Regions from separate parts of the Gossypium hirsutum genome. Here all the other regions are linked to region 1. A link is a contact called in public Hi-C data. All regions are on one chromosome and are shown on one strand. The core of a region is the stretch at or near the end of the contact, and the rest is flanking DNA. Distances in the headings are between cores, read along the strand shown.

Region 1 (5,938 bases), core at 998-3,497:
CTAGAGAAAATAATCTTTATGCAACTTCCTTTGCAAGTTCAGTATTACCATACATTCTGCAAGCACCAAGAGGAGCACCCCAGACACCAGAATTTGGTTCTCTCGGCATGTAGTTAATCACATCATATCCATCAGTGAGAAGTCCCGAGTTGCCAAGAAGGTTAACCATGCAAGAATAATGATCTAACTTTTGCTCTACCCCGTAAACTTCAGACATAATCTTGAAGTAATGCTTCCCCTCGTTGACAAGTCCTGAATGACTACAAGCACTTAACAAGCGAGAGAAGGTAACATGATCAGGCTGTGCACTTCTCACCATAACTTTAAAGAGCTTTATTGCATCTTTTCCATAGCCATGTTCACATGGCAGTCCATGCCACTTTATCTAAATAGATAATCTCTCCAAAAGCTTTACTTGAAGCAGGTCCCTAACTTTACATACAAGTTCGAAAGTGCAGTTGCAATGGTCACATTAGCAATTAAACCAAACCTTGAAACTAAACCATGAATACTCCCAGCTATATTTTTCACGCCCATGTTTTCACAAGCCTGAAGAACAGTCAACATAGTAGCTTGATCAAACACAACTCCTGCCCTTCTCATCATTATGAAAATTCCCATAATTTCCTCGGCAAGCCCATTTTGAGCTTAAATTGCTATCATTGAATTCCCCGACACCAAATTCAGAAATGGAGTTGCTTCAAATAACGAACAAGCTTCACGTAAAAGTGCGTTCAAGATTTTCACTTCATTTAGCCCAATTTCACTGTAAAGCCATTAATGCACTAGCCTTCACTTAAAGCTCCCTTATCTGAGATAATAAATAAATAAATTAGCGACAAAATTTGGTTGCATATCTATTTCAAATCTCATTCTACAAAACGCACTCATGCATCTAGTTGTAAACCCACTTCGAGATAATCCCGAAATTAAAGAATTCCAGGAGACCAAATCTTGTTCGGGCATTTCACCAGATAAATTCCGTGCATCTTCAGGATATCCTGATTTTGCATACTTAGTCACCAACTGCTCGCCAATGAATCCGTGAGGTAATTCACATATTTGATAACTCAAGCATGAAAAGCCTGACAGTAGGAGACACGACAGCAAGAGTTTACAACAGCAATTAAAGCTGAGACAAGTGAGTCTAATTTTAAATGAGAGTGAAGTAGAAGAGAAGGAATGGCATTACAAAGAGCTCCCGGTTTAAGAAAGAAAGAGAATGCTGAACAAAAACCCGTTTTTCTCATCTCCCAATTTTCAACTCCAAACCATAAGTTTAAAAGGACATGTTTCTTTCGTCCCAAGAATCAAGGTTGAATGGCGCCAAAGTGATGATAGTTCAGCTAAGTTATGCAATTCCAACTAAAGTTCAATTCTAGTTTTACCCCTTATACTATCCTAGATTTAATCTATCCACTTGCATTTTGGTTTAATCTGATCTATCTACCTCAAGCAAACGGCAGGGGTGACCAAATTCTATTAGTAGTCCCAATACTATATCTATGTTATGTATTTAATCCTTGTACTCTTAGGCTATTGATATATAACTCCTAATCCAAACACTAGCAGTTACATTCTACTATTTTTAAAATCCTACGTGGCAAATATATAACCATTATAATGTCTTGTTATTTTCATATAATCCTGATAATAAAAGTCATGATATTTTAATTAATAGATTTAACGATTATCGTTTTAATTATGATTAATCGATAAAGCATAAGACCAAAAAAAATGATCAAATTGGAGAACAAAAATTCAATCTACAATTTATGCATAGTATAAGACTAATAACAAAATTTTACTTGACGGATTTAACAATAAACATTTGCATCAGGATTGAAATTTCAAAATATGAAAGTACAGGGACTAAAAGTAATCCAATTAGGATAAATACACTAAATTGGCAACATACACATAGCGTAGGGACTAAAAGAAAAGTTTGAGCAAATAAGAACCGTTTAGGGTTAATTTACTATTTGGTACCTGAGCAAATAAAAAACTTACGTATCAAATTGAAACAATTCAAATGTCAAATTGAAAATCGAAGCCAAACTCAGGTACCGAATTGAATATTAAAATCAGTCTCAGGTACCCAACGGTATATTAACCTAACTGTCTATAAACAGCAGAAAAGCTTTGAGAAAGGGCCAGACTGCAAGTCATGTTGGGTTGGATTTGGAGTATGGTTGTCTCTGATTCATTGGTTCTAATGGGCTGTTTGTTCACTAAATTGCGTACAATAAATGAATGGTTTTAAGCTACTCCGTAACGTGTCTCGAAGGCAATGGCCTTCAAACTTCTGACCCTGAATTTGTGTGTTGAAGATCAAACGAAATCGTGAAAGAACCATTCTTTCAAGCTCTCTTTTTTTTTTGGGTCTCCATCGACCACACAGTTTAACTCACCGCCTCGCCTATGGAAGCGCTCGGCTCTCAACCCCTCGCCCTTCTCTCCATCTTCTCTCCTAAACGAAAAGATTTCCCGGCTAGAATCATCCGCTTTCCCACCCATTCCAAAAGTACTTAATATCATCCTTTAATTTCAATCTTTCTTCCTTTTTTTTTTCCGTTTATGTCTTTCCTTGGCTGTAATAATCGTTTTAACACCAATATTTTCCTCTCTCTCTCTCTCTCTCTTTTCTGTTTTTAATTATCAGAGGACGGTAACGATTCCGATATCCAATCTGATCCTAACAACACAAGCATCGTTCCTCTCGTCGGCAATCAAACTTTCTCCCAGGTAAAAACAAATAAAGCTAGTATGTTTTTTTCAAGGACAAACTAGTGAATCGGGTTTTGCTTTGTGGATTTCAATTTAGGATGCAGCGATGGGGTTGGTTCTAAGCGCGGCGTCTGTAAGAGGATGGACAACAGGATCGGGCATGGAGGGTCCATCTGTACCCGCCCGAACCGATGATGACCAATCCAATACGGAGCAAGTTTCCACCTTTCCATGGTCTCTCTTTACCAAGTCGCCACGTCGACGGATGCGTGTGGCCTTCACTTGCAATGTTTGCGGTCAACGAACCACTCGAGCCATCAATCCCCATGCTTACACCGATGGCACCGTATTTGTTCAGGTAACTTGTCTAAAGTAAGAGAATCGAATTTCAGTATCAAGGTGGAGTCTTTTATTTGGGTATTCTGAATTCTGGGTTTGGAAGTGATTTGGTGATGGGGATGAATGCAGTGTTGTGGATGCAATGTTTTCCACAAGCTGGTGGATAATTTGAATCTGTTCCATGGTATGAAATGCTATGTCAACCCCAGCTTCAATTATAAAAGGGATGGCCAATGGGATGTTGGATTCAAGTTGTTCGATGAAGAAGACGATGGTGACGGCAATGTGTTTGATGGCTCATGAAGCGTACATTTCTTTGCTCATACTGGGAAACTGATTTCGGTCATGTTTGTATATAACTTTGCCCTTTGCCTGTCTTGGTGAAGTTAATTACTTTAGACACTTTGTATTTCCAGGGTAGTTGTAAAAAAATAAAAAATAAAAAATGGTCTTTAGCGTGAAAACACTAGTAACTCAGTGTGTAAAATTTCCTCAAGGCTATTTTGCCTGTATGACGGTGCTAAACTGCTAATTGACTGTTAATATATTGATATTCAATTACGTGTATATCCTCTTATTATTTTCCCTTTCTCTGATGGAATTCCAAGAACACGTGCTACATCAAAATTAGTTGGAAGAATTACAAAAAATTGTCAATTAGTATAGATTTTGGTGATTGCAATGCCTAAGGTTTCACATTAAACCGACCATGTACATGAAATTCAACCCTGTCCTCTGTTAACACAAGGATGCTTCTGCAATCTACGGTCTATATAGGAAGAGCTAGACTTTCCCCGCCCTGTTCCCCTTTTGTTTTTGACTTGAACCCAAACAGTCGTTTATCTGCACAATATATATATATGTAGGATGAACTAGACCTGCCCCCACCTTGCTTCCCGTTCTTCGGTGTTGAACTGAACCCATACAAGGATATGAACATGGAAAACATTGGAACCTATGTGGTAAGAGAACGAGGAAGTGTTGTTCGAGTTCCAAGTATCTTGCCACCAACATCCGGGAAGGTCTCTTGTCCAGGCAAGTGGCTTACTTTACCATTGCTATCTACCTCAATGGGATACTTGAGTAGGTGTCCCTGTAATTGCGTAAATGCCTCGCTCGTGTAGCTTTTCCAGTTTTCTTCAGCAATATTGTTCACAGCCTTAACGCAATCTAGACTTTCAGGTTCTTTAAACAGATCATCCACCTTTTCCATGTGTTCAGCCCACAGTGACATTCTATATCCATAAATCTGCATCATCATCCATCAATCAGATCAAACATCACTTCTCCAATAGACAGATTTATAATTGTATCGAAACACGAGATTGTGTTTATGATGTTCACATTTGTGGATTAAATTCTATCATCTAGGTATAAACTAAAACAAGGTCCTTCAGGTGTCAAAAATGAAAGAAAAAGAAAACAAAGATCATTCTATTTGTCAGCAATTTTAGGTCTTGGGCATCAGAGAAAAAACTGAGATGGCAAGGATGAAAATTCAAACCTGACCGTGTGGATGTCTTTTCCTCTCACCCCATGTGTAATAGGGTTGGTATGCACCCACTGCTATCTCAGTGTCCCTTGATCCAGCCAAAGATCGTTCATTAATATTGGCAGACCCCAATATCACATACTCGTCATCTACTATCATTCCCTTTGCATGTACGTAAACCATAAACCGTTGGAACTTTTGTGAAGCTGAAACCTGAAAATAGTGATTTACCCTCACATTCTTAGCTCCATAAAAAACCTCAATTCAAATCATGTTGTAAAAGTCAATTCAAGTGGCCCCTTAAAGCTGATAACAAAAGTAAACTTGTCCGAGTTCTGGCTTGGGACCAAACAGAGCCAACACAATCAAGTTCTAACAAGCAATCGACCAAGTATATAAACAAATGACAAAGGTAGTGTCACTGTTTGGTTACCGTTTCACTATGGTTACATTGGGATGAACTTGGCCCAGAACTTTTGGGAACTTCTTCCCTATTACCAAGGCAGTAGAAATTTAGGTAGTCTTGTGGATGAGAATTGTCGATACCCATGGATTTCAATTCTTGTGCTACGACTCCGTACATCATTTGAATTGTCTGCGCCTGAAAAAAAAAGAAAAAGAAAACTAAACTAAGCAATAAAATAATGAAATATTAAGCAATGACTAGAAATAATGATGAATAATCTGTTAGTGTCAATGAGTTTGATTTTACACTCTTCTTCTCCGATTCTAGGTTACATTACTATTACTGTAAAGCACAATCACTGTTTCATTCTAGTAATAAACAGTTCAGAAAGGGGAAAAAAAAGAAGAGAAAAACTAAAATCAGATTACCTGCCAACAGAGTATCTCTTGCACGGAAGCTGAAGTAGGGTCACCCTCAGGCCACATTGGTATAACAATATAAACCGCAAATCTTTCTTTTGCCCTTATCTTGCTAGCAATCTTCAAGGCCAATTCCATAGGAATTAAATTCTGAGCACCTAACAATAGGCCCCAAAAAGAAAAAGATGTCTCAGCTCCCGGCAACAGAAAGCAACACCTTTTCTCAATAATCCAAAGCAGTAAAGAATATATAGAATGTTTCCTAAACCTGAGTCTTTGTAAGATGGCCAACCATATGACGATCCAATGAAATATTGGTTCTCAATATATATGAAGTGCTGAGCAGCTCTAATTGCCTGCACATATGCTGTCTGAATGCTCTTGTCTATCACCAGATTTTTTGCACAAACAAGATTCTGCAGTAAGATAAAGTAAGACCTAAGTGAAAACGAAGTACAGTGAGTTAAAATATTAATATTGTTTTACTGTGGTTTAATCATAAAGAGAGTACAGACAAAGGAAATAGAAATAAAAACCTGAGATTCTGCTTCAAAC
Region 2 (5,938 bases), core at 862-3,361, 380 kb before region 1:
ATTTTTATATACAAATTAATTTAAATCAAGCTTAATATTATTATATTGATAATAAATTTTATTTTTTATTTTTAAAATATTTAAAATATTATATTGTTCAATATTATTAAACATACATATTTAATTATTTATATTTAGTCATATAATAAATTATTAATATAATAAATATAATTTATTATTTTAATAAATTATTTAATATTTCAATTTTATTTTAATAATAAATTTTAAAAATAATAATTTTACATAATATTATTCACATATTATTAAAAATATTCAATATTAATATTTTAATAACACATATTTATTACAATTATAAATATATTTATAATAAATGTTTTGTAATATAAAGGTTAAGATATGTCATAAGTCTATGTATACTTCACAGATTTGTAATTTAATCTTTGTACTTTTATTTTCAAGAATTTAGTCCCTTTACTTTTTAAATTTGAAAATCAAGCCGAATTGTTGACATGGTTAATTTTTTTTGTCCATCTTGTTGATGTCACATTTTTAAATAAAAAATACTCACTTGATAGTCATGTAATTAAAAAATGGCATCGTAATGAATTTGAATTTAACATAATATTTTTAATATATGCAAAAACAATGTAAAATATAAAATTATAGATAAAAAATAAATTCAACTAAACAACGAAAAAATAAGAAAATCTCAAATGTATGTTTGTTTAATTGAAAACAGGTTTTATGAAATATTTTTAAGAAATCTACTAAACAATAAAAAAATATTTTACACAGATTCATCCAAACACCAGAAAATATTAACTTTTCTAGAAAAATAAATTATTTTCTAAAAATTATTTTTCGAAAATTATTTTTAGTAAAACAAATGGAGCCTAAATTTTATAAATAAAAATATATTCAGTATTTACCGATTCAATGAACCAAGAATGAGGCCATTTGAATGAAATCCTAGTAATGTTTAATAAATTCGACGAATTTTCTGAGCTAGTTTCCTTCATAGTTTATTATTTTGATAATAATAATAGGAGGACGAAGCCAAAAAGAATTTTAGAAGTGAAAATCAAATTATAAATTTTACGATAATAAAAAGTAATTTTATTATTTTAATAGTTTATATATTTATATTTTTTTAAAAATTAAATTAAGTTTTTATTTTTTAGAGAGAATTAAAGTATTTTATTATTTTAAAATTTTAAAAAATTTAAATAAAAATTTTCATTTTAAATGGCCTGCTGTCCCTAACTGCATCCCTGAATCATAATTCACATTTTTAAGACAAAATATGAGGCAACAAACAAATACAAATAATCATAATGGTATATAATATTAGCATTCGTATCTGTTTAATTAAATTCAAATTATTTGAATGGAATTTAATTATTTTAATATCGATTTAAAGATAAAATTGTATATAAATAAATGGAGAGGATAAAAAATATACTATAAGATATTATAAAATTTAATTAATTTGTCCTTGAAATTATTGGAGTAAATAATAAGTTAAGCTCAAATGTAGAAAACAAAATTCAATTCGAATGAACCTCAAACTTTTTAATTGAAGCGATAATGGTTTTAAGTTGAATTATGTTTTTACTACTTGTATAATGAGTAAGTTATGTATTCGATCAGTTTTTTTTTAATTTTTAATTTTAATTATTGTAATTTTTGAATTTTAAAATTTTAATTTCAATTTAAATAATAGTAAACTTTTTATGTCAAATTTTGCTATTAATCTCTCCTTGTTCTCAAATTTGATTAATTTTAGTATTTATAATTTTTCATATTTTAAATTTCAATTTTAATTAAAATGTTAATCATTAAATTCATTAAATCAAATTACATAATTTTTTTATAACATAATTTGAAAATAGTATAAAACTAGAGTATAAAAATTAAATTTAGAATTAATGTATAATACTAAAATTAGACCATAATTTATTGATTCTAACAAGAACAAAAATAATGCGAGATCAAAAGTGGGGTCTTGACTTTGGGTTTCCCTGCTTTAAATTAATCACTTGGCAGTTTCACATGTAAAGGTCAAAACAAAAGAGAAGAGTACAAAACACACATGACACCACCACTCTCATAATATTAGTATTGTATTGAAGTCATTCTTCCACCGCCTCGCTATCAATACATTTGCAATGAAGCCGAAGCTCATATGACCCTGAATCACATTGCTGATGTTTATCTAAGCACCCCACCACCGACACTGCCTTTTATTTTTCTTTTCTTTACGGCTTATTTACACTTGCAGACAGACATCATCCCCTGTACCGCACTAAAAGAGTGTGCCACTCCCCTCCTTTTTTCTTTTTAAAGTCTTTCACTTTCGCTACATAGGAACTGAGAGCCAGGAAAGGTTTTTTTTTTTTTTTTTCATTTTATACTTCCAAAATGCAGCTTCATTTGGCGGTGGTATTGCTTTGTGCCACAGCTGGTCTTTTTGCCATTGCCGGTGCTGAAGATCCCTACAGATTCTTCGACTGGAATGTTACCTTTGGTGACATTTATCCTCTTGGAGTTCGCCAAACGGTGACCCTTCGTTCATTCACATCTTGCTGTTTTTGTTTTAAACCATATATGATGATGAATTGATTAGTTAGATTTTGATTTTGGCAGGGTATTCTTATCAATGGTCAATTCCCGGGCCCTGACATTCACTCTGTTACCAACGACAATCTCATTATCAACGTCCATAACAGTTTAAACGAGCCTTTTCTTATTTCCTGGTAAGATCCAACTCCATTCATTCCATCTTCTTCTATCCACAAACATTTACCCACCCTTTCTTTTGAAAGACACGAATCTAACTAATCATCATCTGTCTAGCTGCCATGTGGGGGCATATTTTTAAGCTTAGTACCATTCTGACAAACATCCTAATTAGTTGTTTACTAAGATTTGTTATTAAAAGAATCGGTCAGCTTTATTCGTTTTACTTCTTTCCTGCCATCCTTGCATGTGGTTGGTCACATGGCAGATCTGGTTGTCCCCATTCATTTCCTTCCTTTAACTCTTTCCTGTAAAGTGAAAGACTGCCCGTGAAAGCGGCAATTTGAATGCCAAGGTTTAAGGCATAGGTCTTGGAGACACAGAAAATAGTGTCTAGTATCAGTCTATAACTAGAAAGCAAAAGTGTCCTTGATTGAGAGAGACAGCGTTTTAAGATTTTACTGGTGAATTAATTTGGGAAAGTTGGATGGCCCATAATCTACCTAATTTTAAACCCATCATTCATCATGGCCCAATTTTTAATTAGCTGTCTCCCACCACCACCTAAGAGATAATGGGAAGGTGCAATGTTGGTGGACTTAGGAATGTTTTGATAGAGATTTGGACGCATACCAGAAAAAGGAAGCTAATGTCTTTCATACCTCAATATTTTGTTCATCATTTATGAGCTTGCAAATAAAATGTAAGATTGCAGTATTTTGTTCTTGATATTGAATTGAATTGAATTGAATTGTTCATCACTTGTAAAGTCCTGAAAATGTAGAAAAGTTGCATACAAGTGGTAAAAGCTGTGAACTTGATGAAAGATGCCATCTAAAATTAGCAGATACTAAAATGAAATGGTAAATGTAGGAGTGGAATCCAACAGAGGAGGAATTCTTATGAAGATGGTGTATATGGAACAACCTGTCCTATTCCACCAGGAAAGAACTTCACATACATTCTTCAGGTCAAGGATCAGATAGGAAGTTTCTTTTACTTCCCCTCTCTTGCATTCCATAAGGCTTCTGGTGGTTTTGGAGGGATCAGGATCCTCAGCCGACCTCGGATCCCGGTTCCCTTCCCGGATCCTGCTGGAGATTACACTGTTCTTGTTGGAGATTGGTACAAGTCCAATCACACGGTATTAATCATCCTTCATTTTTCAAACCCTTGCCTTTACTTGGCATTTAAATGGAAAATGCATGATCTTCATAAAAGTTGTGACACTTCTAACATTTGGGATCACTTGGTTTCTGGAAATGTGCTTGTGCAGAATTTGAAAGCTCGTCTGGATCGTGGTAAGAAGCTCCCTTTCCCTGATGGAATCCTTATAAACGGTCGAGGACCTGGCGGTGCCTCATTCAACGTTGAACAGGGTATATTAGTCACTCTAATTATATGTGGTTTAAGTTGTTTCGGAAGGATTTGATTTGAGAATAAACATGTTGTGCACCATTTATTGCAGGGAAAACCTACAGGCTTCGGATATCAAATGTTGGATTGCAGAATTCTCTCAATTTCCGCATCCAAAACCATCGGTTGACGTTGGTAGAAGTTGAGGGAACCCACACTTTGCAAACTACCTACTCTTCAATAGACCTTCACCTTGGCCAATCATGTTCAGTTTTATTTAAAGCTGATCAGCCTGCAAAAGATTATTACATTGCAGTCTCCACTCGCTTCACCAGCCGGGTCCTCACCTCTACAGCAATTCTCCGATATAGCAATTCCGCTGGCCCTGTCTCTGGTCCTCCTCCTGGTGGACCAACTATCCAAATTGACTGGTCCTTGAACCAGGCCCGCTCTATCAGGTACTTTTTTTCCAAGTTTTAACTGACACCGACAAGCTGTGAACCTTATATTATGTGTTCTAATCTAGTTCTGTGCATGTTTTTGTTTCAGGACTAACCTTACAGCAAGTGGACCAAGGCCTAACCCACAGGGTTCATATCACTACGGTCTCATTAACACAACCAGAACCATCAGGCTTGCGAATTCCGCCGGGCAAGTTAACGGCAAGCAAAGATATGCAGTTAACAGTGTTTCATTTGTTCCAGCAGACACACCTCTGAAACTTGCTGACTATTTCAAAATCGGAGGAATTTTTCGTGTAGGAAGCATATCTGATAATCCTTATGGCGGAAAGATATACCTTGATACTTCAGTAATGCAAGCTGACTACAGGGCTTTCATTGAGATAGTGTTTCAGAATAATGAGAACATTGTACAGAGTTGGCATCTTGATGGCTACTCTTTCTTTGTTGTTGGGTAAGCACATCTTTTTCTTTTACCCCCAATAATCCAAAAGATATATGCAGAGAATTGTGCTGAAACATTGGTTTTTGAACTATTCTGGGATGCAGTATGGATGGAGGGCAATGGACAACAGCTAGTAGGAGGGGATACAATCTCCGTGACGCGGTTTCTCGATGTACTACTCAGGTAAGAATGACATCTTTCTTCATCTAGCATCTTAAAAAAAACACTCAGAAGAACTAGATTGTGATATTTGGGTGGGAATAAATGCAGGTGTATCCCAAGTCATGGACTGCCATTTATGTGGCACTTGACAACGTAGGAATGTGGAACTTAAGGTCGGAGTTTTGGGCAAGACAGTATCTGGGACAACAGTTTTATTTGCGAGTATACACCACCTCAACTTCGCTAAGGGATGAATATCCGATCCCTAAGAATGCACTACTCTGCGGTAGGGCAAGTGGCCGACACACCCGACCCCTCTAACCCAGCATATAATAAAATCTCCAGGTTTGGGTTTAGGATTGAATAGCAGAGTTTTGGCATTAATGTTGCTAGTGTGAATTATGGAGGAACTTTTATGCTTTTAACCTTAAATTAATAGACCTCAACTCGAGGTCGCATTTTTTTTTTCTTCTAATAGACTTATGTTCTTATTGTTTCTTTCAGTTTTCATTTTTCAACCATTAATTATGATGCACTATCATAATTCATATTTCTATTAACGTTAAAATATCTCTACCATGTAATTGTATTTTGTATTTTTAAGGAATTTAGGTTAAATTTTTTTAGTTAAATATTTTAAAATAAAAAAGTATTTACGAACTAATTAAAAAATATAGTTAATCTGAATTTAATAAAATATTTAACAATATTAACAATTAGACCTGAATTAAATTCTTTAAAATATAATTATATGGATTAAATAAAATATAAATATACGGATTAAATTTTAAATTTTTAAAAAATACAAGGACTA
Region 3 (5,938 bases), core at 2,220-4,719, 360 kb before region 1:
GTTCCCATGGTCTTCGTACATTATGTAGTGGTGAGTACCTTGCAAAAGAGCATGATAAATTAGAAATTTTGTTCACAAATAAATTACTTGTGTTTTAGTTTTGCTTTCAGGTCATCTTTATTTTATGCTTTGTTTTTTCTCCCTTGAATGGGGAAAACCACCTTTTCATCCATGTTTGACATCAGACCAGATCAGATATTTGCTAATAGAAGTCTGATTTATAACCATATTACAAAGCTGAATATTTGAATTAAATGGAAGTTTCCAACAAAAGAAAGTCACTCACTTGATCAGCCAGTGAAACTCTTCCTCCTTGTCAGAACATCCATAATCCGATGTCCATGCATGGCCTTCAAAAAGAATATTCATCAACATATATTTACATACATGCATATATATAACACTAAAATAAGTATACCATAGAGTTAAAAGATGCAGAGCATACTAACCGATGGTGAACTTGTGAAATCGTAACATGTCCAGCACACCAACATGAGCCAAAGCACAACCAAAAAGATCTGGTCTCTGCCAAAAACAAAATAGATCAATAATGAATACTATAACATATAGATACAAGGAATTATATATACAAAAAAAAAAAAAAAACCCAGTCAAGCAAATTTCAGTCAACCTGGTTTATGCAAGCCCCAATGAGAAGCCCACCATTGCTTCCACCTTCAATACACAACTTTTCAGACCGAGTATAGCCAGCAGATATAAGATACTCAGCAGCCGAAATGAAGTCATCAAAGCAATTTTGCTTCTTGGAAAGAGCACCAGCTTTATGCCACTCCTCTCCATATTCTCCCCCACCACGAATGTTGGCAACACAATAAAAAGCACCGAGATGCCTTGTAAGTACAATACGACTCACACTGAATGTTGGTGTGAGACTAATGTTAAACCCACCATATCCATATAGCAAACAAGGGTGTGATCCATCCAAATTAATGTTCTTCCTGCCCACAATGAACATTGGAATCTTCGTACCATCCTTACTTGGCACAAATACCTGAAATGCAAATAAAAGAATAAGAGAACATACTAAATGCATGCCATTGGAAGTTTAACATCACCAGATTGCTGCAATAGTTACCTGATTGACTTCATACTCTGAGCGGTCAAATCCAGGAACACTAATTTCACGGAATATCTTCATATCTGGTGTCTCAGTGCCTAGATTGCACTGATATACAATACCTGGAGTAAGAAAGCTGGTAAAACCAATAAAAGCCACACTGTCTTCCCTTCTTGCTGAAATCCCATAAACAGACCCAATGTCAATTGGCAACTGATGCAGCAGTGATCCTGTTTTCAAATTCCTTACTTGCAGCACATACTTCACATCACTCAGGTAACTGACGATCAATTTATTAACATTTACAGCATATACTGATTCAAGCACATCCTTTTCAGCTTCTGGGATGACATCAATCCAGTTACTTGGTTCCTTCAGATCTACTCGGACTACTTTATATTTAGGGGCATCTTTATTCGTAAGGAAAGTAAAAACTGTATCATCATTTGCAATAGCTTCATATTGAGCATCAAATGTATCAATCAACTTGACAAATGGGAGAAGACCATCCTTATTCCTGAAACCTTCAAGACCTTCAGGAAGTGAGGATATGTCGCAGTAGTATAGTTTATTGACAGGGTCACAACTCTCCCCAATGGTTAGGACAAGATACTGCACAACAAAATTTAAAAGGAAAAATAGAATGAGAAAATATTAAATTTGCTTTCTCCTGGCATTTTATCTCCAGACTCTCTTTCAGTTAGAACAGTGCACTAGTAGTTCTATTAGCAGCATTATGATTTAACTCTTTGGAAACATGAAAATATAGTGAAATTAAGTTAAAAGAAGTTGCTTGATACTACAACTTGAATACAAGGAAAAAAGATGTGAAAACTAGATTGCCTTCCAAGTTGTTCATACATTTCTAGTTGCCAAACATGACATCCATTTACCTTTCCATCATCTGTGATACCACCTGCCACAAAGTGCTTAGGATTTTCAGGATCTCTCCAGCATAAAATATCTTCAGATTGATCTGTACCGAGAAAATGATAGTATAGCTGTTGATTAAGGTTAGAATCGGTCTCTGTCCCAGCGTCAACATTTTCTCCCTCTCTACATAATAAACATACCATAACCTTATTTTCTATTTTCAGAATTAAAAAAAAAAAAAGGTCCGTCTCTACTCCAATCAGAACATCATTTTTACTTACTTAGGTGCTGGATAACGACTATAGAAGAACCCTTGGCTATCATGGGTCCAACTTATACCTGAAAACTTTACCTGTGAACAGAATTGAATTGCAAGGTTAGCAGGATAATCAATCAACAGACTCTTGAAACAAAATTGAACACTCAAAGACTCAAATCAATCAGCTCACCCATGATAAAGTATCAGGCTCAGCTGATTTATCCTCAACTCGCATCACTTTAATCGTCACCCAATCACTGCCACTGGAACTAAGCCCATATGCCAAATACTTAGCATCCTCACTTACAGACAAGGAGCTCAAAGACACGGTTCCATCCTCACTAAGCGAATTGGGGTCAAGCAATACTTGAGCTTCTCCTTCCAAACTATCCTGGAAAAAGAAAAACTCAACATCAGATCAGCTCTTGAATCCCTTTTTATGTACGAAAAAAATAAAATCCATTTGAATAGAATTCTTGGATTACGAACCTGGACATAAAGGACATTTTGTGCTTGAAGTCCAGTGTTATGGAAATAGAAATACTTATTGCCTCGCTTGAATGGGACCTCATAACGTGGGTGATCAAAAAGCTTGGTGATTTTCTCGCGAAGCTTATCTTTTGCTTCGCACTGCTGAAGCACCGATTCGGTTAATTTTACCTGTTTCTGAACAAAATCCTTTACTTCCTCAGCATCGGGATCTTCAAGCCTAGGAAGCGAAATGATTGAATAATATCTTCAAAATAATCGATATAAAATTTGAATAAAATGATGGAAATTTTAATGAAATAGGATACCATCGATAAGGGTCAGCAATCTTAACGCCATGGTAATCGTCAACGACAGAGTCGTCTCTGCGAGAAATTGGATACTCTAAAGGCTCTTTCAACGCAGAAACTGAACCCATGAGACTAGCAGTCGAAACGAAAGGGTTGAGGCAACGGCGACTCTTCCGTGGAGCTGAGACTTTTACTATTAGATTGGGAGCGAGGTTTCCGAGACGGCGCGTAGTGTAAGGAAGATTAAAAAGGAGCGCGTGGCATGCGCGTGAAATCATCTATTAGAAATAGGGAAAAAGAAACGGCTTGACTAGGTTAAAGGTCGTCTGGGGCTGGCTAAACAGACTTTTCCAGTTTTCTTCGAATCTTTTATTTGCTTATCTGTACATTATTCCTTAAAAAAGAAAAAGACCCGCCTACGCTAGTAATTCAACTCTAATTCTGTCTTAATCTATTTCAAGTTCAATGTTTTCCAACGTATGAAAAACACAAGATTTTACTTTAACCAAAAATTATAAGTATTCCTTAGTGATGAGTGATTTCTTTTAAATTCATTTATGGTTAAAAACATATGAGTATTCATTTAGGTAGCTATATTTTTATAAAGAGATATGAGCGAAATTTTATTTATATGTGACACTTAAAAAGAAGATTTAAGTATACTTTGATTATATTTTTCCACCATTTTTTATATTCCTAGATTATTTTATAAAAAATTAATATAGAATTTTTTTATAAAAATTAATATTATTGCAGTCTATCAGTGTAAAATGTAGATAATCATTAGGTTTCTTTATATCATCGAGATTCATTTGTCAGTAATTTTATGAGATGTGCCTCACATTTAAGGAACAATTTGCAGGAACTTACAAAAGTTAGCCGGCGACGTCGTGACAACGCAAATAAGAACATTGTGACGTGTTTCCCACCAAAATTATCTTCTCCTAATTAAACTTTGCTATCTTTTATCAGTCGATCTATAATTACTTCAGGAATATTTTAGTATGAGTAGAACTCTAATATTTTATCAGTCGATCTATGATTACTTTAGGGACATATAGTACTCTTGGGTTTTTCTTCTGGGTGACAAGATGTAGTCGCAAATGAGTTTTGATGAGAGTTTTCATGGTAATTATAAAAAGAAGTTTATTCTTGAGTTAGAGCTTTGTTTTTGGAGTTTGAGTTTGTAAATTTAGTACATTTAGCAACATATTATACTCTCTTTTGTTTACTCGTTTAATGATAAGCCGAAGCCTCCTTTGTTCGTGATTTTAATCCTCTTCGGAAGAGTTTTTCACGTAAATATTTGTGTTTTCAATTCTCTCTTAAGTTTACTTTTATCTCCGCCACATCAATATTGATACATGCTTTGAAGCCTTCGTTACTTTTTGGTAAGTTTTCTTTTATCCCCCACATGCCCACACCAACATTCTATTCTTTGACGCCAGACTTGTGTGTCATTTAGTTATAGATAGGCATTTGGCAGTATCATGTTCCTTTAGAAGTGGGCAACGAATCTACAATCCCATGTCTTTTAAACTGGATTCTCAGGCAGTCCAAGAATCGCCTAAGTTTCTACCAAGTGGAAATCTAAAGTATTGATTTAATAGAATATATGCAGTTAATGTTCTCTATCTTAAGAAGGAAAAGCGAGAATATCTTGCTCAAAGAATATCAGATAAATTGTGTATAAAATTCGGCACATGATGACATACATAAACATTAGATCATCAATTAATTATGTATGTGCGTACTCAGTATAAGGAACACTTTATTGTTATCTTGATCCATGTTTCCTTTACAAGTAATAGTTTGTAAATATAGCCTGAGGTTAACGTTGTGAATTCTAACTATGAGTAAATTTTTAACTACATATATCACTGTAACATAGTTTCTTGTAGTTTCACGTCGGGAAAAAAGTTTGACCTATCTCTACGAAGATTTTCATATTTGGTATGAGTTACTCTATCCAAGATGCACCTAACACCTTAGCCATGAAGCTATACCTGTCAGCAGCTTCATCAATCTGCAGGAAAAAAACGCCATAAGGTGAAATATAGTCCAGGGAGTGGCTAAAAAGATGATAACTTTACAAGGTTAACGACTCTGATTACCAGTTTATGTGTTGGACGTCCACATCCATGACCGGCCTTACACTCAATACGTCCAACAATCGGATTAGTCTGGGGACTGTTCTCCAAGCTCGTACACAGAACATGTTGCATTGTCTGAAAAAGAACAAAGAAACCAAGTGCCCTTACAAGTGGTGGAATTTCCAGGCTTCCTATGCGGGTGGATCGAACAAGTAGAAACTAGTACGAGTATTCAGAAGGAACTTACTGCCAACATCTTCAATGAATGTAACGGAACGACACGATCATCGTGATCTGCAGTCAATAGCATAGTGGATGGATATTGCAACATTCTACCAGGAAGTTTCTCCCATGGTCTCCTTACATTATGTAATGGTGAGTACCTCATAAACATAAGGTAGAACCCAACAGCTAGTTCAATGTCCAAAACCTTGTCTCAAGTTAATTCATAATCAGATGCCAAAGTAATATAAATTTTGACTTACTTGATAAGCCAGTTGAAATCTTCTTCTTTGTCAGAACAGCCAAAATCACATGTCCAAGCATGGCCTAATTCAATCCAAAACTTTAATCAACATATAACAGTGATCATCTAATATAAAGAAGGTCAAAAGAAACTAACCTATGGTGAATTTGTGAAACCTCAACATGTCCATGACACCAACATGAGCCAACGCACAACCAAAAAGCTCAGGTCTCTGGAGAAAGGAAAATGACTTAATATTTTGAACAATTTACGGTCAAGGAAAACAATAAATGAAAGAGAAGTAAACCTGATTTATGCAAGCCCCAACTAGAAGCCCACCGTTGCTTCCCCCTTCAATACATAGCTTTTCGGGCATAGTATATCCAGAAG
Region 4 (5,938 bases), core at 2,471-4,970, 280 kb after region 1:
TCTTTCTTTTTTCTTTATTTTCTATTAGGTTTTGTTTCTCCATCTGTTTTCTTCCCTTCTCATCTCTTTTAATGTATTTTTTTTATTTTATGAAAAAGAAAAAGACAGAAAGTTGAAACAAAAACAAAATTTGCTTTGCATATTCTCACTTTGCGATTACAAACTCTCATTGTCCATCATTGTTTTAACAAACCAATTGAGATACCTCAACGACTTAGTTCACAAAATTTGCCTCATTCGAAGACTTCATCAGTCGTGATTTATGGTAGTCCACTCTCAATAAAGTTTTTCGAGCTCGTTCCCTTAATCTCATAATTAACCTCTACAACCACCTTATCTATCTTACCTACAACATTCTTGCCCTCTTGAAACTACGTCGTTTCACGTATTCTTCAGATGAGTTCTACATTTTTAATAACTAAAATGACTACCATATAAAACTTATCTTCGACTTTACCTAAACTAGTTTGGTTTCATGTTTCTTTTTCTTTTTTGTTCATCTATATTCGGCTTCTAATCAAGCTTACTTGAGAATATTTAAGAAGGTTTAGATTAATTTTATCGTTTGTTTAATTTTTTCATTGAGAAATAAAAGAAAAAGAAAGAAATAATTTACATGATTTTGTAAAAGTTTGGAAATGGAAAAAAAATTGTTTCGAATATAAAAAATTCAATTTATAGTTAGACTTGATTAAGGATATGGTTTTTATATTGATTTGTTAGATCTAATTTTAGTTTCAAAATTAGGTTATATTTAAATCGATATTTGATTAAGAATAATTGATATTTGGTTTTGAGTAAAATTTAATTTAGGAATCATGTGAAAGAAATAATGACTTGGTATATTTGGTAGGCAAATATTATGTTTCTACAATGAATAATATGAGAAGAGAAAAATAAAAGGGAAGAGGAAAAGAAAAATAAAGAAAATAAAAAGAAAATTTTAAATTGTTAAAAAAAATAAAAGTATAGGGACTAGCTTTAACAAATGAAAAATATAGAAAAATTACGTTAAAGGAAATTGAGAAGAGAAGAAAACTGAGGGAGAAGGAGAAGAGAATGAAAAATAAAGAAAAAAAGAAAAAGAAAGTTCAAAGAATATAAAAAGAAAAAAACTTAAATCACTCAAGGAAAAAAATATAGAGACTATTTGTATAATTTAACTTAAATTTTTTGTTTGAAATAATTATTTAATGTTTCACGTTAGCTTGCTGTTATACAGTTGACGACAATTAACGGCCAGTAATTAAAATGTTATAAGATGATAACGTAAGTGATTAAAACGTAACATTTCAAACATAAGTGACTAAAATGTAACATGAGATAAATAAAAGTGACTATTTTGATAGTTTAATTTAAAATTTATTATTTTTATTTTACTTGAGAATAAAACTAATTTTGATAAAATTTGATATAAAACACTTTATGAATGACTAATTTAGTAAAGAGTACAATACATAGTTTAAGAGTAAGACTGTTCTTATAAATTGAAATATTGGGCTGTTCTTATAGATTGAATGTTATGGTGGATGAAAATAAAATATAAAAAATTTATGTTTTGTTTGCTTAGAAAACATTTAAGAAAATGTGTTTGTTGAAAATTTTAAAAAAGATTTTTTAGAAAATGGAATTAAAAATAGATTTAATGATAAATTTGGTCACGTTTGCATGTTTTATTAATATAGTTTTAATAGTATTTTTGAGCCTTTTTTGTTATCAATTTTTTTTTCAAATTGGTTTTCCAATAGATTCAATGAAATTCCCATTAAAAAATTAACGAGGGTAATGTGAAATTTCATATGTACAATATTTTTAATGAGATATAATTATTTACTTAAATAAAATCAAAAGTTGATGGCCAAAAAAAGTTCAAAAATAGAATTAGGATTATTTTGACAAAATATGCAAACATTAGTGACTAAATTCATCATTAAGCCATAAAAATAAGCAAATATTAAAAAAATAGAGTTATTTTATTGTTTTCATTAAAAATGACAGAAGAATTTTTAACTTTAAACTCATAAATGTAAAAATATTTTTTTAAATCATTTTTCAAATATTAAATCTAATACTTTAATATAAATTCATATTTTTATTTTAGATATTATATTTATTTTATAAAAAAATAACACGTTTTACTTGATGAATATAAGTTTTTAATTTTATTTATCAAACATATTAGGTGACATTTTGTTGTTAGTCTTTATATTTTGTGAAATTTGTGGATTTAATTTTTATATTTTAATTTAGTTGTTTTTAGTGTTTGTACTTCTCAAATTTTAAAATTTTAGTTCTTACCAAACAATAAAATTCTTTTTGAAACATAATTGTATTAAAAACCAAAGTAACAAAACAAGAGCAATAAAACAAGTCAACTGAAGCAAAGGCAAGAGCAAAACTAACCCAAGCACACAGACTTACCTTATACATCCCATCCTACACTTTACACTATTATTAGCCTCGGCATTCATAGCATCAAATGATAAAACAATAGAGAGACCATCAGACGGCTTACTCTATTCTGTGGTTCGTATACAATGAAACTACCCGAGCAAGCGAATGAGTAGCTTTATTAGCTTCTTCACGAGTCCAACAAAATGAAAAATGCTGAAAATAAGTAACATTTCGGCAGTTCTGAACCAACAAACCAAACTCAGAGACATCAATATCTTGAGCATGCAAAGAGTTCACTACTCGTAAACAATCTGTCTCAATGTGTTAAGGATATTAGTGTTAGCTTAGCTAAGTTGTTAGTCAAGCTGTTATGAGTAGCAATTCTGTTAGCAAGTTTGTTAGCTAAGCTTGTTAGCTAAGTCTGTTAACTAAGTCTATAAATACTATTTTCCAAATGTACAAAAACAAGTTTTGAAGTCTAAATACATTAATGGAATTTCTTCATTAGATTACCAATATTTCTTCATGGTATCAGTCGCTTGTTGATACTCGGGGATGGCTACTACTCACTCCGCTGACTCCGATTTCAATGAGCATCATGGTGCGGTCTTTCATGGTGATCATGTCATGACGTCGTTTCCTCGGCATGATGTGGTCAAACTTGACGAAGGCACTTTTCTTCAATGGCAGTAACAGATTCGACACATTGTTGCTGGATATGATTTGGTAGGCTTTTTGGATGGCTCTTTTACTGCTCCGCAGAGGTTTGACCAAGGACCAAACAGTGCTCTTCTTGCGAATTCGTCTGCCACGGTCTTCGATCAACAAGATTAGCTTCTTACCTCGTGGCTTCTTTCCACGATCAGCTCTTCATTTTTGTCCTTCTTCACGAATGTACGATCGGTTTCTGACGTGTGGTTGACTACGACAAGTCTGTTTGCGGCCAACACAAGTGCTAAGCAATCTCGGATCCGTCATGAATTGCATTCTCTCAAGAAAGGGAGCCTCTCCATCAAGGGGTATGTTGCGAAAATCAAAGGTCTCTGTGCTCTCTTGGAAGCTTCTGGTTCTCACATCTCAGAGGCAGAGAAAATTGAAATCATGTTTGCAGGATTACCGGCCGAGTTTGATGTTGTTGTGTCCTCTGCGTCTCTCTCCTCCACTCCGTTTCCTTTTCAACGTGTAGTCGATGCCCTCCTCGAGTGTGAGTCTCGTCAGGCGCGAGAGGTCCAAGAGCTCTTATTTGTGACGAATATGGTGGAGAATGTTTCTTCGCAGCTAGTGAAGGGTGTCACTCGTGGTGGTCGACCTCCATCTCGTGGTAGTCGAGGAAGAAGTTTTCGGCCACGTCTACAGTGCTAAATTTGCTTGCGGTTTGGACATATCGCACGAAGGTGCTACAATAGGTACCATCGCGACGACTCTTTGCCGGCAATGGCTCCGGCGTCGCATCAAGTAACTTTAATGGTAGGCTTGTCTCCTGGTTTGCATGATGAGTTTGGAGATGAAGGCTGGTTCTCTCAAAAAAACCGTCGGCCTAGGTTTACACCTAATTCTGGTCAAAATTGTTTTGAATGTGGTCAACAGTACATCGTGGGTCAAAGAGATTTTTTCTCTCATGATGGCAATAGAGGTGTACATGGTGTTAATGAGCAGCCCAATTTGTCAGCACGTGGGCCAGCTATGGGTTATGCGCCTAGGCCTCATGTGCGTCGATCACATGCTTTTGGGCCTGTACATGGCGTTCCTAGGCCGACTACCCCATCCATTCCTATTGAGCCTATTTCTAATAATGTTCAATTTGATCCCTTTATTGGTGTAGGGCCGAATGATGGTCAGCCGAGTGGGATTGTGGTTCCTTGGCGCACCAAACCCTGTGCGCGTGTCTACTCTGGGTTTGATCCTTGCATTGGACTTCCTCGAGTCGGTGACATTCACGCATCTGATTATTTTGATTCCTCTAGGTCTTATGGAAATACTACACAAGTTGGCTCTAATGGTGATGGCACAGACTCGTATATTCTTATGCCAGTTGGCACCTCCTCGTGGTAACCTGACTCTGGTGCTAGTAATTATGTTTGTCGGGATCCTTCGGCTTTGCATGACACTTAACCCGTATTCAGGTACGTCTTCACTCTTAATAGCTGATGGAACGCCTGCTATAATCTCGTCTATTGGTCAGGGGGTATAATTTACGCAGTCTAAACTGCTTTGGTTATCTAATGTTTTGTGTGTTCCGGCAGTACAAAAAAAATTATTATTTGTATCTCAGTTTGCCACTGACAATGGTGTCTTTTTTGAATTCCATTCCACATATTGTGTTATTAAGGACAGCGTGACCCGGGAAGTTTTGCTGAAGGCCATCTTCCTGATGGATTGTACGTGTTTTCCTTACCGGGTACTTCTATTTCAAGCACTATAGCTCCTTCTATTGCTCACGTTGGACTTCAGCGTCGGCCCGATGACAGTGATGTTTTTTCATTGTGGCATAATCACCAGGGCCATCCGTTTACGTCTGTTGTTAAAACTGTTCTGGATAAGTGTAATCTTACATTAAATAATATGTTGCTTGATAGTGTTTGCATTGTTTGTAAAAAAGGCAAATTCCATAAATTGCCATTTTCTGATTCAACTATAGAATATATTGATCCCTTTGCATTAGATGTTTTTGATCTTTGGGGATTGCATCAGTTGCGTGTGATAATAACTGGTATTATGTGTCGTTTATTTATATGTGTACTCAGTTTTGTTGGATTTATTTGGCTCGTCAAAAATCTCAGGCCATAGAATATTTTATTCAATTTCAAAAATTGATCAAGACTCAGTTTGGCAAGACTATCAAACAGTTTCAGAGTGATTGGGGTTGTAAGTATCGAGCATTTACTTCTGTTCTAGCATCTCAAGGGATAGTTCATCGGCTGACTTGTCCATATACCTCGGAACAAAATGGAGTGGCTGAACGTAAACATCGGCACATTATAGATATGGGCCTTACCCTTTTGGCCCAAGAAGATCTCTCTATGGAGTTTTGGGCCTATGCGTTTTGTTGTGCGGTTTATCTCATTAGTCGTCTTCCTACTCTTGTTTTAAATGGACAAACTTCGTATGTCAGAAATGATCAAATTGCATGAAATGGATTATTTTATTATTTAAATTATAATATTGAGTGAAATTATTAATTTAGTTCAAGATTGGGGGAAAACATATTTTAAGGATTAAATTGAAAAGTGTTGAAATTATGGAAAATTTTGATATTTTATAGAGACTGTTATCAATATGTATGAGAATAATAGCTGGAAATAAGGATTAAATTGCAAGAATTTTATTTTCCTGACCCTAAGGATGAAATCTTCATTAATTAAAAGTTTAGGGGCAAAATGGTAATTTTTCCTAGAGCATTAATTAAATGCATTAGAATATGAAATGAATGAAAATGATGATCAAATTTATTTATAAAGATCCGGACGACTCAAATACGAGACTTGATCGTGGAAAAGAAAAGATATCGGATTAATGAAATTATAAACACAAACAAGCAATGAGG

What was found. Hi-C and Micro-C count contacts between places; a contact is called where the count stands out from the background.
Region 2: a contact with region 1 is called in a Hi-C map of leaf, with 3 times the contacts expected there. The contact joins the promoter of LOC107916611 here to the promoter of LOC121202971 in region 1. A contact is called at or near these places in 2 of 34 Hi-C or Micro-C datasets (leaf and petal).
Region 3: a Hi-C map of leaf shows a contact between it and region 1, with 2.7 times the contacts expected there. The contact joins the promoter of LOC107917980 here to the promoter of LOC121202971 in region 1. A contact is called at or near these places in 9 of 34 Hi-C or Micro-C datasets (callus, hypocotyl and leaf).
Region 4: a contact with region 1 is called in a Hi-C map of leaf, with 1.8 times the contacts expected there. The contact joins the promoter of LOC121204710 here to the promoter of LOC121202971 in region 1. A contact is called at or near these places in 8 of 34 Hi-C or Micro-C datasets (callus, hypocotyl, leaf and 2 more).

Annotation. Positions count from the first base shown.
Region 1 is chrA01:21,218,660-21,224,597 of Gossypium_hirsutum_v2.1, forward strand. LOC121202971 reads left to right here and starts at 2,248. Exons shown (of 4, transcript XM_041074586.1): 1 at 2,248-2,524; 2 at 2,663-2,745; 3 at 2,825-3,085; 4 at 3,196-3,633. The coding sequence starts at 2,422. The coding sequence ends at 3,369. It overlaps LOC121204538 (phospholipase D delta), which reads right to left. Exons shown (of 10, transcript XM_041074556.1): 5 at 5,920-5,938; 6 at 5,652-5,799; 7 at 5,393-5,541; 8 at 4,992-5,159; 9 at 4,571-4,771; 10 at 3,636-4,315. The coding sequence ends at 4,022. It also overlaps the pseudogene LOC107917378.
Region 2 is chrA01:20,835,711-20,841,648 of Gossypium_hirsutum_v2.1, forward strand. LOC107916611 (L-ascorbate oxidase homolog) reads left to right here and starts at 2,112. Exons shown (of 8, transcript XM_016845915.2): 1 at 2,112-2,520; 2 at 2,608-2,717; 3 at 3,574-3,844; 4 at 3,977-4,079; 5 at 4,169-4,514; 6 at 4,606-4,971; 7 at 5,067-5,145; 8 at 5,233-5,627. The coding sequence starts at 2,383. The coding sequence ends at 5,445.
Region 3 is chrA01:20,853,952-20,859,889 of Gossypium_hirsutum_v2.1, forward strand. It overlaps LOC107917980 (prolyl endopeptidase), which reads right to left and starts at 3,470. Exons shown (of 12, transcript XM_016847444.2): 1 at 3,008-3,470; 2 at 2,700-2,919; 3 at 2,401-2,601; 4 at 2,233-2,303; 5 at 1,972-2,134; 6 at 1,097-1,690; 7 at 632-1,012; 8 at 450-525; 9 at 287-350; 10 at 1-38. The coding sequence starts at 3,267. LOC107918106 (prolyl endopeptidase) reads right to left here. Exons shown (of 12, transcript XM_016847619.2): 7 at 5,856-5,938; 8 at 5,705-5,780; 9 at 5,568-5,631; 10 at 5,330-5,465; 11 at 5,104-5,217; 12 at 4,702-5,015. The coding sequence ends at 4,950.
Region 4 is chrA01:21,502,154-21,508,091 of Gossypium_hirsutum_v2.1, forward strand. LOC121204710 reads left to right here and starts at 3,721. Exons shown (of 3, transcript XM_041075095.1): 1 at 3,721-3,861; 2 at 4,217-4,517; 3 at 4,724-5,221. The coding sequence starts at 3,829. The coding sequence ends at 5,181.